Regions from separate parts of the Danio rerio genome. Here region 2 is linked to region 1. The links are chromatin contacts, called in public Hi-C maps. All regions are on one chromosome and are shown on one strand. Each heading gives the region's core, a stretch centred on a gene start, on an enhancer-like site or on the middle of the called end of the contact. The rest is flanking DNA. Distances are from core to core; before and after follow the strand shown. Region 1 has its middle 77 kb from the start of ppm1bb. Region 2 holds the start of six3b (SIX homeobox 3b).

The links. A called contact is a pair of places that touch in the nucleus more often than the background predicts.
Region 2: a contact with region 1 is called in a Hi-C map of embryo, with 3 times the contacts expected there. The contact joins the promoter of six3b here to the enhancer-like site in region 1. A contact is called at or near these places in 7 of 18 Hi-C or Micro-C datasets (caudal fin, embryo, hematopoietic stem cells and 1 more) and 1 of 4 datasets of contacts at active chromatin or transcription factors (embryo).

The regions. Positions count from the first base shown.
Region 1 is chr12:27,294,999-27,300,591 of GRCz12tu, forward strand. No RefSeq gene overlaps it. Among named protein-coding and RNA genes, the nearest start is that of ppm1bb, 77 kb to the left of the region's middle. Within about 2 kb of position 2,588, at least 3 of the 62 cell types and tissues checked have an H3K27ac peak or open chromatin away from gene starts, as enhancers often do.
Region 2 is chr12:27,385,546-27,391,138 of GRCz12tu, forward strand. It overlaps six3b (SIX homeobox 3b), which reads left to right and starts at 3,543. Exons shown (of 2, transcript NM_131363.1): 1 at 3,543-4,369; 2 at 5,339-5,593. The coding sequence starts at 3,678. The coding sequence ends at 5,528.

The DNA of each region.
Region 1 (5,593 bases), core at 1,338-3,837:
GTCAACTGTGCGGAGGAAGAACTCATCAGTGCCACTCCTTACCCAGTGACCAGCCCAACAATCATCTGCTGGGAGTGTGTGCCAGAGCCCATCGCAGACGGAGAGCCACTCGCGATATGTGAGCCATCGCCATCAAGAGCGTCAGAGAGGAACATTACCGAGCAGGAGGAGCTCAACCAGCCGGCCTCAGCTCTCCGACCCAACGGCTCAACGTTAGCTCTCTTCTCATCTCCTCCATGGACCGTCAGCCCACCAGCTCCACCTGGCTTACTTGTCCCCTCTGCTTCGTCTTGGTCAGTTGTCACTCTGCCTCCACCTCTGGACTTTGCTCCTCCGGTTGCGCCTCGTTCCTCCATCCTGCACCGTTGAGCTCCTCCTTCCCTCAAACTACGCCTCGGTCCTCTGTTGCTCTGGCTTCGCCGCGGGCTTCCAGACCTGTGTCGTCGCTTCGGTCGTGTGAGCCTTCCACTCCACCTCGGCCCTCCGGGACCTCAACATCACTTACGGCTCTCCGTCTCCTCCTTGGGCTCCACCCCCAGCTGCGGCATCTCCCATGATCAGCCACCTGGAGTTGACGACCACTTCTCTTCCATGGCTCCTCCCTCCATCGACTCCACCCTTGACCGTCCTCCTGACTGTGTCCTGAGTCCTGCACCTCCTGCTTCACCTCCCTTCCTACCTCTTCCCTCCTGTGACTCCTCCCTGGCCAACTCCTCCTTTCCACGTCCTCCAATTCATCTCCTGGCTTCTCCTTCCTAGATTCTTCCCTAACCACCTCCTCTCACCCTTTTGTTTTTCGATTAAGGCGCGAGGACACACTTTTTAAAGGGGTGGGTAATGCTAGATCCTGTGTTTGTTTTCATCATGTGACCCTCCCCATGTGCTCTTTTGTTCTAGTTCCCGCGATTAGTTAATGTTCATCTGTTCCACCTGTTTTTTTGCCCCAGTGTGTGATCAGTTCATCATCATCATCATCCTCTGTGTATTTATATCCCTTACTTTGGTTTAGTCATTGTCCCGTATTTTCTACGTTGATGCTAGCAGAGCACTGTCGTCTGAAGATAGTCCCCGGGGCAATCTCGCCGCCTATGTGAAGTGGACACTGGCGAGGAATCGATCATCATTCGTCACCTGTGCGGAGGAAGATCTCGTCAGTGCCACTCCTTACCCAGTGACCAGCCCAACAATCATCTGCTGGGAGTGTGTGCCAGAGCCCATCGCAGATGGAGAGCCACTCGCGATATGTGAGCCATCGCCATCAAGAGCGTCAGAGAGGAACATTACCAAGCAGGAGGAGCTCAACCAGCCGGCCTCAGCTCTCCGACCCAACGGCTCAACGTTAGCTCTCTTCTCATCTCCTCCATGGACCGTCAGCCCACCAGCTCCACCTGGCTTACTTCTTCCCTCTGCTCCGTCTTGGTCAGTTGTCACTCTGCCTCCACCTCTGGACTTTGCTCCTCCGGTTGCGCCTCATTCCTCCATCCTGCACCGTTGAGCTCCTCCTTCCCTCAAGCTATGCCTCGGTCCTCTGTTGCTCTGGCTTTGCCGCGGGCTTCCAGACCTGTGTCGTCACTTCGGTCGTGTGAGCCTTCCACTCCACCTCGGCCCTCCGGGACCTCAACGTCACTTATGGCTCTCCGTGTCCTCCTTGGGCTCCACCCCCAGCTGCGGCATCTCCCATGATCAGCCACCTGGAGTTGACGACCACTCCTCTTCCATGGCTCCTCCCTCCATCAACTCCACCCTTGACCGTCCTCCTGACTGTTTCTTTGACGGTTTAATGATCACTAAGATATGACTGACTTGGATTTAAGTAGCTTTGATTTAAAAATAAAATTTGTAAAATTAGCTTAGATGTAGCTAAGCTACTTTTGCGAAGTAGTTTTTAGCTTAGCTTGCTACATTTCTAGGGGGTAGGTTTTTGTGTAGTTAAGCTACATTTTAAGTAGAGTAGCTAATAGCTTAGCTCACTCTAATTTTTCCAAGTAGCTTGCCCAACAGTGGCAACTACCAATGATATTCAATTCTACGGTGTGTGTCTCATAGGCATGTTTATATCTCTTCAGAAGACTTGGATTAAACCACTGAATTTATAGGAGTATATTTATATGATATTTTCGTAGTCTTAGGTAAATATATAATGGAGTGACAGAAATCTCTCATTTGTGCTCTAAAGATTAACTTAAGTCTCATTGGTTTGGAACGATGTTTGGATGATGATGACAGAATAAACTGATTTTGTGGGGGGTGAAATTACCATTTAACTGTTTAAAAGTCTTTGATTTGTCAACCAACCTGTTAGTCATTTGACCTCGTGTCCTGCAGCCAGCTGAAGGAGAAGAAGCAAAAGGTCAGAGAGATAAAAATAGTTTTGATTCAGATCAACTGAAGCGTTTAATTTTGAAGGTGCCCTCGAGCCACTACCGTGAATGCTCTTAATCCACTTCTATAATGCACATTGCCCAATTGTGTATGTGCATTATCTGGATGCAATGTGCTTTCCTTTGGGCGGTCATTGTGAAACACAATGCAGAGTGTCTCCCGTGAGCCGTATGAATTTAGATGATGACAGCTGAGCATGGAGACAAGGCCATATATCTTATTTATGTGGTGGAGGGAAGGGTGGCAGCAGGACATGGGTGTCATATTGAGAGACTGTGATGATGATGAGGACTGTCAAAAGACTCTGCCAGCAGGATGTAACTTTTTCTGTTTGCAATTCAATGATTTGATTGTTGCCATCTTTCAAATTAAAGTTTAATTAAATTTACAAACCTTTTATAAACCACAAAAAGCTTGTTGTTTATGAGTTATACATTACAGAAAATTTTAATTAGTTAATTATTTTACATATATATATAGTTTTCACTTATTACAATTAATTTGTTAAACTTTGTTTTAAAAACCTCCCCTAACTGTAATCGTCATTTTAGAAGAAAATTAATAAAACTATATATATATATATATATATATATATATATATATATATATATATATATATATATATTTTTTTTTTTTTTTTTTTTTTTTAGTGAGTAAATAATTTTATTCAGTAGCCTAATAAAAGTAAATTGAGTGAAATTAGGTTTTAAAAAAAGTGCAAATGTTGTTACAACCTTGAATCAGAAGGATATTGTAGAAATAATATTGTAGTAATGATTACGGGGAAAAGCTGTTCTAATTCAAACTACATAACAGCTTTGTTAATATTATTATTATTATCATCATCACTATAACAATGATACATTAAATTGAACAAAAGGAATTATAAAATAGTTTTATGTATCCCTATGTAAATATATGTATTAAATTTTATTGAATTTATGTTCCACCTTTCTCATCTGCTCATCGTATTATATTTGTTTGTTTTTTGTTTCATATTTAGCCTTCAAAGATTGAATAATGATAATAGTGCTGGATTATTTATATCCTAAATAAAAGTTTGTTTTGACATAATACGTGTGTGCATTGTATAGCTTATATTTATTATGTACATGTAATACAATCTATACACAGCAATTTTGTTACACAGAAAATAACATATACATATATATATATATATATATATATATATATATATATATATATATATATATATATATATAAACATCTCACATATATTATATCTGAATATAAATAAATCTTTTCTTATATGTATGCCTTGTACGTATTTATATTGACATAATAAATATACACATATATTATGTCAAAACCAAATTTTTGAATCGACTATTTGCGATTAATCTTTTTCCAGGGCCGTGTGAGTGTTTATTTACAAATGTGCATTTAAACTGTTATGCAGTTTAATATAATGTAATGAGATTAGAATTTTATTTTTTAAATGCTAGTTTATTATCATCCATCATAAAAAAAATAAAAAAAAATATTGAGAATCTGTTCAAACGAACTAGCAAATAACAAACTGGCCAGCTAATTTCCTCAGGCAGAAGTTGTCCATTTAAATAATAAACACTAAATAATAATAATAATAACAATAATAATAATAATAATGATAATAATAATAATAATAATAATAATAATAAAGGCAATTTAGAATGTGAGTAGCCTATCGAATTTAATAGGGAATGTGTTAAGCGTACATGCTCTGCCGTTTATTGTTTAACGCAATATAGCAGACAACAGCTACAATCACAACTCAGTTATTTTTAAAAGTGAAATAAGTAACACAAGCAGATTAATAACTATTTATAGCCTACGTAAACGACGCTATTGCAACATCACTTAGGCCTCTGTCTGGACAAATATCTCTATTTCCTCAATTGGATTGTCCACAGTAAGCAGTGTTAATTGCACTTACCAATAGCCTGTGGGTGTCACGGGGATTATCGACCCGAATCATATTAGCGAAGCTTCCCAATGATCAGGACATTTACTGATCTGTGGCTTTGAGTGCTTTATCCTGCTTTACTGTTTGCAGTGGAATGTTTTAATCCAGTGTCAGAAGTGATATTGACTCTCCGTGAGTCGCCAGCGGGTGGCAGCAGCCTCCACTGTTTCCTTTCCGAGCTCGTATCGAGGTCTTCTTCTGGAGGTCTTCGAGATCCTGACGGCTCCTGTCAGTAAGTGTCCTGTAAAACATGCAACATTCAGAGCTGCTAATTTGGGCTTTTAGCTTCGAGCTCATTCGCAATGTGCCTCAAAGCAGAAGCCATCAGAACTGAGGAAAGTTTACTTCAGACTAAGGCGCAAAACACACTTACTGAATTACCAAGCGTCCTCCGAGTCAAGGGAGATTTTATGTAAACATAAAATGTGCTCATTTATTTATTCTTAAGCCGTTGCAAAGCTTTTCGACTTCAGAATGTTAGTATTTTGTCTATACACTTTCCTTGTGTGATATAAAGATGATTTTATTATTTTAATGGAAAGACTGCTGATGACACCAAACGTTGGATCAACATGCAAAACTGGCAACCCCCCCTTCCTTAACGAAAATTCAGTCTGTGGAAGAACATTATTTTAAAACTATTTAAATTCTGAACTTGTATTATAGAGCTATTAAGGGGAAAAAACAAGACACCACTTTAACTTATAGTTCATAGTCAATATCAGAAGAAAAAACTAATAATAATAATTCTTCCAAATTTATCCAAACTTACAAATTCCTCCAAGTTTTTAATAGAAATGTTGTCATTTATAGCAAAAAACGACAATCTGTCAAGCTAAGATTTAAAAAATGTTAAATGTTAATATTGTGTAATATTAAAATACAAATAATAATTTGTTAGTTTAACACAAATCAATTTGTTTATCTGTATTTATAGACAGGTAAGACATCAACATTTGACTTTTTTCTAAGTATAGCAAATGTAAAATGGAAACGTTATTTTAAGCTAGTCTTTTTCAAATAAGAGAGAGACATACAGGACGTGGCAATAAATAACGGTAACACTTTATTTTATGGTCTATTTGAGTATTAGTAGACTGTCTGCTTAATATATGTTGATACTGCTCCTTCAACAGACATTTAACTGACTATAAGAAACTTTGCAAGTACATGTCAACTTACACTAGCCCCAACCCTAACCCCAACCTGACAGTCTACTTATAATCTAATGAAAAAGAGTTAGTT
Region 2 (5,593 bases), core at 2,293-4,792, 92 kb after region 1:
AAAAGGTATTAGGATGAATAAATAAACATTTGCAAGATACTATATTCATATTGCTTATGCTGGGGTTTCTAGAGCAGATTTAAACATGCTATTAGGAACAGAGGTTTGGGGTGGAAGAGGTCTACAGTAGATAATGCTTTAGTGTTGTTGTTTTTTTCAATTATTTGATGCAATTTAACCCAAGGATGATATTTAATGGCCATTAATGATTAATACCTTGAAACTTACTTAAGTGACCTTCCACACAGTATGTGTGACTAACAGCTCTTAGGAAGAGCTTTAAAGGAAATGAAAGAATTTGGAAATAAGAGAACGAGCAATAGAGAGAGGCTGTGCTGCAGTGCAAGGAGAGGCAAGCCTTTGGCTCTTACTCATGACTGAGCAATAAAGATGCCTAAAGCTTCAGTTTCAGGTGTGGATAAAACACACACACACACATTGCATGAGATTGCTTTTACCCAATTCAAAGAGAGATTTTTGCATGGAAAAAAACTCTTGATGCACTCACAATACATCTCTTTGGCAAAATCCATTGTCATATGGCCATTACTGCTATTAACAAATTATGCTCTGAACCTTGGGCACATGGATCAAGGTAAACTGCACAGTGCCATTAAGCAGCTTGTCCCAATGACAATACTGTTAAACACTGGTTTATGGGCCACTGTTGCAGAAAATCTCACTTCAGACAGGATGAGCTTATGTTTCTGTAAGTAGGCAGCCACAATTTACATTTGCAATAGCCCGGCCAGGCATGTTCAGGCCAGAAAAGCATTATTAAACAAAATAAGATTATCATAGCCACTTCTGATGAGAGGTTTGGATTAATAGCTTTGATTAATAGAATAGCCTTGACAAAGGAGGATTTATTCAATATCATTTTACCTCATTTTTGCTAAAACACTACATGCGTGTAGCCATATGCTACACGGATCAGTGTGAGGATTAATTTGGATGAAACTGCTGTTTTATCTCCATGCTCAGTTCAAGTCTAATTTGTAGTTTTTGAGAAATAAACCACATTGTTGTCTTGTCTTGTTAACTATATTTTCTGGTTTAATGTGTGCTTCAGACTATAGAGAGTTTGCTGGTAAAGCAAGCAGGGCAGATATAATTATATGCAATAAATATTTTAAATATGAACTGATGAATATGGTTGGAGACTGTAGACAGCTGTCCAATATAAATGATTAATTTAGTGCCCAGGTAATGTCTTCATATTCAGCATAGCAAGTCACATTCAAACATTCAGATGGCTCAACATCTGCTCTGTGGGGGAGAGTATTAACACACTGCAGTCTTTAATTAAAAATGCACGAGGTAACCAAAATATGGAATGAAGAAATGTCGATTTCAATACTGTATAAACCACTTTTCATTCTCTTTCACACACTTGCATGTGCAAACACGGATTTCAGTTTTTAATTTTCATATAGCATCTCATAAATGACGATTACGTTCAATAAAATCCGACGCAAAGGGTTACACTTTAACTAAGAGGTGACTCGGTCTATTATTAAAAATAAAAAAATCTTGCGTTTGAAATGAATTTATTAAATAGCCGTATTAAATGTCTGGAGGTCATTGATTTATTTTTGGTTTAAACGTGGATCTTTTGTTTAACTACTGGTGCTGGTCAACGCGAACGATTGAATGATTTCTCCCAGAGTCAGAGCTGTAAACTTGGTAAATGTGAAAGGCAACTTGTTGAATGGTATACTGTCTGGACACCTTACCAGAGTGATCTGAATGAAACAATTAAGCTCCAAACGAAACTAATTTTTATGAAGAACAACTTCACATGGCAAATGTCGTGTTTATTTAGTAATTCTCTTGCTTGATTTGTAAGTGCTGTTGAGCCAACTCACCCCTATAAGCTGCTCTAAGCTTTACAGTGGATTATTAAGACTTCTCCGGCGACGAGAATCCAAAAGTAATCGCAGATTAATGTGTATCCTGTTATCTGCAACTTTAATAAATGGTTTTGATTGTAGACCTAATGAGTTCGTCTACCCCTAGGTGCATTGGATGGGGGACTGTCAACTTGACCGTATCATGTCAAGGTCATTTCAGATTTCGTGTATAGTCATAATGCTTTAAATATATATTTACATTATCCTGATAAATATACATTTATATTATCCTGATATAAATGTACTAAATAAACTGTTGATGCTTCAGTATTTTCAGATTATAAATTTATTTAAAGCATTCTCAGTATTGCTAATATGACTATAAAATAAATCCCTAGATTTTTCGGTTTATTTCCAAACGCACTCCTTTAAGTGCTTTGGTTGATTTTTGTGCTCAGTTCGTGTGTAAATAAAGGTTCATATTTGCAGTGAACACGATATTCAGCCAATTAACTAATCCTGATGAACAAAGACGTCTCGTTACTTGTCTACGGGGCGCGAGATTAGTGCTTTTGTTTGCAGTTATTATTATGCCAACACCTGTAGAAAAGATAATGTTTAAATCTTGCCTTGGAGCAATGCCGTTTTTAAAATCGCTGAAAATGCATATATTAAAGCGACCTTTTTTTCTATTCTTTTTTGTATGAAACAAATACCCATTTAATCACTAATGATAAATCATTAGACATCAACGCCTTTCAACTGTACACATTAATCTTTAATGTAAGACAGTAGTGGTGTGCCCACTGGAGAGAAGGCCATTAAGCGCTAAGCCCCAGGATAAACAGACAATTAGGCCAAGTGAATTAACTTGTTTGTGGCATTAATTACACGCTTTGTGCAAACAAAAAGCCTTGTGAAAGAATGTTATTTGACTCAGGCCTAACAAGCCGATCTTGTTTCCTACTGACATTTTAACTCGCCTTTTAAACTGATAAAGAGGTTAAAAAAACTAATAATAATTTTGCCGAATACGCATTATGTTGCAGACTAAAACGCGTATCTAAACGTTTATGTAACAGATTGTACAAAGATATTAGATGTTTCATATAACAATATTGATATATATAATTTGTTATATTTGTCAATATAAGTTTGTTTAGGCCCACTATACATTTAAACTATGCGTTTTATTGGTAAATTGTTTTTTATTAAGAATTATTATGTTATGTAAATTATAATTTTCTTATTATAATATTTTTAAATCGCGTGCATGTGCAAATTAAATTGCATGTGCACAAACAACTGCCTTTTTCACCTATTTAAATAAACCATTACCTTACTCCATACGCTATATATTTGGTTAACAGTTAAACGATGTGTTATTTATTTGTTGGCTAGCGCTCAAACTTTCACACCCACTCGAGGAAGCAAATTCGCAGAAATACAGCAATATTCCACCTATTAATCCTCCTACCGTCGAGCGAACTGGCGCACCATTCGCCTGCTTGAAAACATCCCGCAGTGAGTGGCCAGTTCTGATTGGAGCGACGATAAAACCCTGCGCGCAAAGCAAATGTGTGGAAGGGCAGCGCGCACTGGCTAATGACGGGCAAGCTTGACAGTGATTGGCAGGGCTGCCATGACAACCACAGCACGACACCAGGAAGACCAATAGAAAAGCGAAACAAAATGTTTCACCGTTGCACTCTAAGTTGATTAAGGGTAGATATTCGCGCTCGGTGGCACTGCGGCGATAGCAGCGCAAACACGGCGTCGGGTTTTCCGTCTTTCCCCGTCGTTTTGTCTCTGTCCGGCGACTCCATGGTTTTCAGGTCTCCTTTAGAGCTTTATCCCTCACATCTTTTCCTGCCCAATTTCGCGGATCGCCCTCTGCTTCTGGCGGGCAGCATTCCCAGAGCGAGGTCCCCGGAGGACTTACCGATGTTTCAGCTGCCCACCCTAAACTTCTCGGCGGAACAGGTGGCCAGCGTGTGCGAGACGCTGGAGGAAACCGGGGACATCGAGAGGCTCGGACGTTTCCTTTGGTCGTTGCCCGTGGCACCCGGAGCCTGCGATGCCATCAACAAGCACGAGTCCATCCAGCGAGCCCGAGCGGTGGTCGCGTATCACACGGGAAGCTTCCGTGAATTATACCACATCCTGGAAACCCACAAGTTCACCAAAGACTCTCATGGAAAGCTGCAAGCGATGTGGCTGGAAGCGCACTACCAAGAAGCAGAGAAGCTGCGCGGCCGTCCCCTAGGACCCGTTGATAAATACCGGGTCCGCAAGAAGTTTCCTTTGCCACGGACCATCTGGGATGGCGAACAGAAGACGCACTGTTTCAAGGAACGAACTCGCGGTTTGTTGAGGGAGTGGTACCTACAGGACCCTTACCCCAATCCGAGCAAGAAAAGGGAACTGGCACAAGCCACTGGACTGACTCCCACTCAAGTGGGCAATTGGTTTAAAAATCGAAGACAGAGGGACAGGGCGGCAGCTGCCAAAAACAGGTCAGTTTAATTCATGACTTGAATTTAAATCAGGTAGGGAATAGAATAAATACTTTTATAGATATCAATGCAATGTTTAGATGCAAAGCGGCATTATTCTGCATGACTGTTGTGAAAAAATCATTGAGTACTGTTATTTATTTATTTCATTTAACAAAAGCAACAGTTTGTTTGTTTGGAAGAGCAATCATTTCTGAAACTGTAAAGCCTTGAACACGTTTTTACAGGCGTTTTTAATATAAAATTAAAAACAAATATGAAAAACAGATATTAATGCAGCAACAAAAAAAAAATATTCGGCAATGGTACTTGGAGCAATAGTTTTTGTTATGTTTTTTTAGAAATATATTTTTAATCTTCACATGTACATGGAGATGTCAAATATTAATATAATTTTAAACATTTTTAATATAACTACAATATAAGCATTCGGGTAGACTACTGTGTATATATATATATATATATATATATATATATATATATATATATATATATATATATATATATATTAATATATATATATATATATATATATATATATATATATATATATATATATATATATATATATATATATATGTATATATCTATGTATATTTTTTATAATAACGACAATACTACATTAAAAGTAATGTTAATATATATATATGAAATTAAACGTTTTAAAGTGTGTCAATGTTTTGTTCTCAAATAACAAAAAAAAAATTATATATTTTGATGTAGAGAAATTATAAGTTTATAAAATATATGGGCCTACGCTTGTATATAAATATGAATAATTTTACCATTGGCTTAAGCTAGTACCCTAACTGCAATTTTACTCCTCTAATTTAACAGATGTTTCAGGTTTATTATTAGTCACTTCAACCCGTCGAGCTCAAAGAAGATGCTACTACTTCAGTTTATCAAGTCTGTATAAATGATTACCACATTGCATAATTAACCCTTGTTATTAATTCTTGCTTTTAGGCTTCAGCATCACGGACTGGGCCAAAGCAGTCTGCGCTCCATGTCAGAATCGGGCTGCACACCGCACAGCTCGGCAGAATCCCCGTGCGCGGCCGCCAGTCCCACGACCAGCGTCTCCAGTATGAATGAACGAGGCGACGGTGGGACAATTCTCTCAGTTACAGACAGTGACTCTGATTTCGATGTATGATGCACCGTCGGACAAATATAAAACATTTTTTTGCCCAGAGAAAAATGAACTTGTGAAAATGTGGG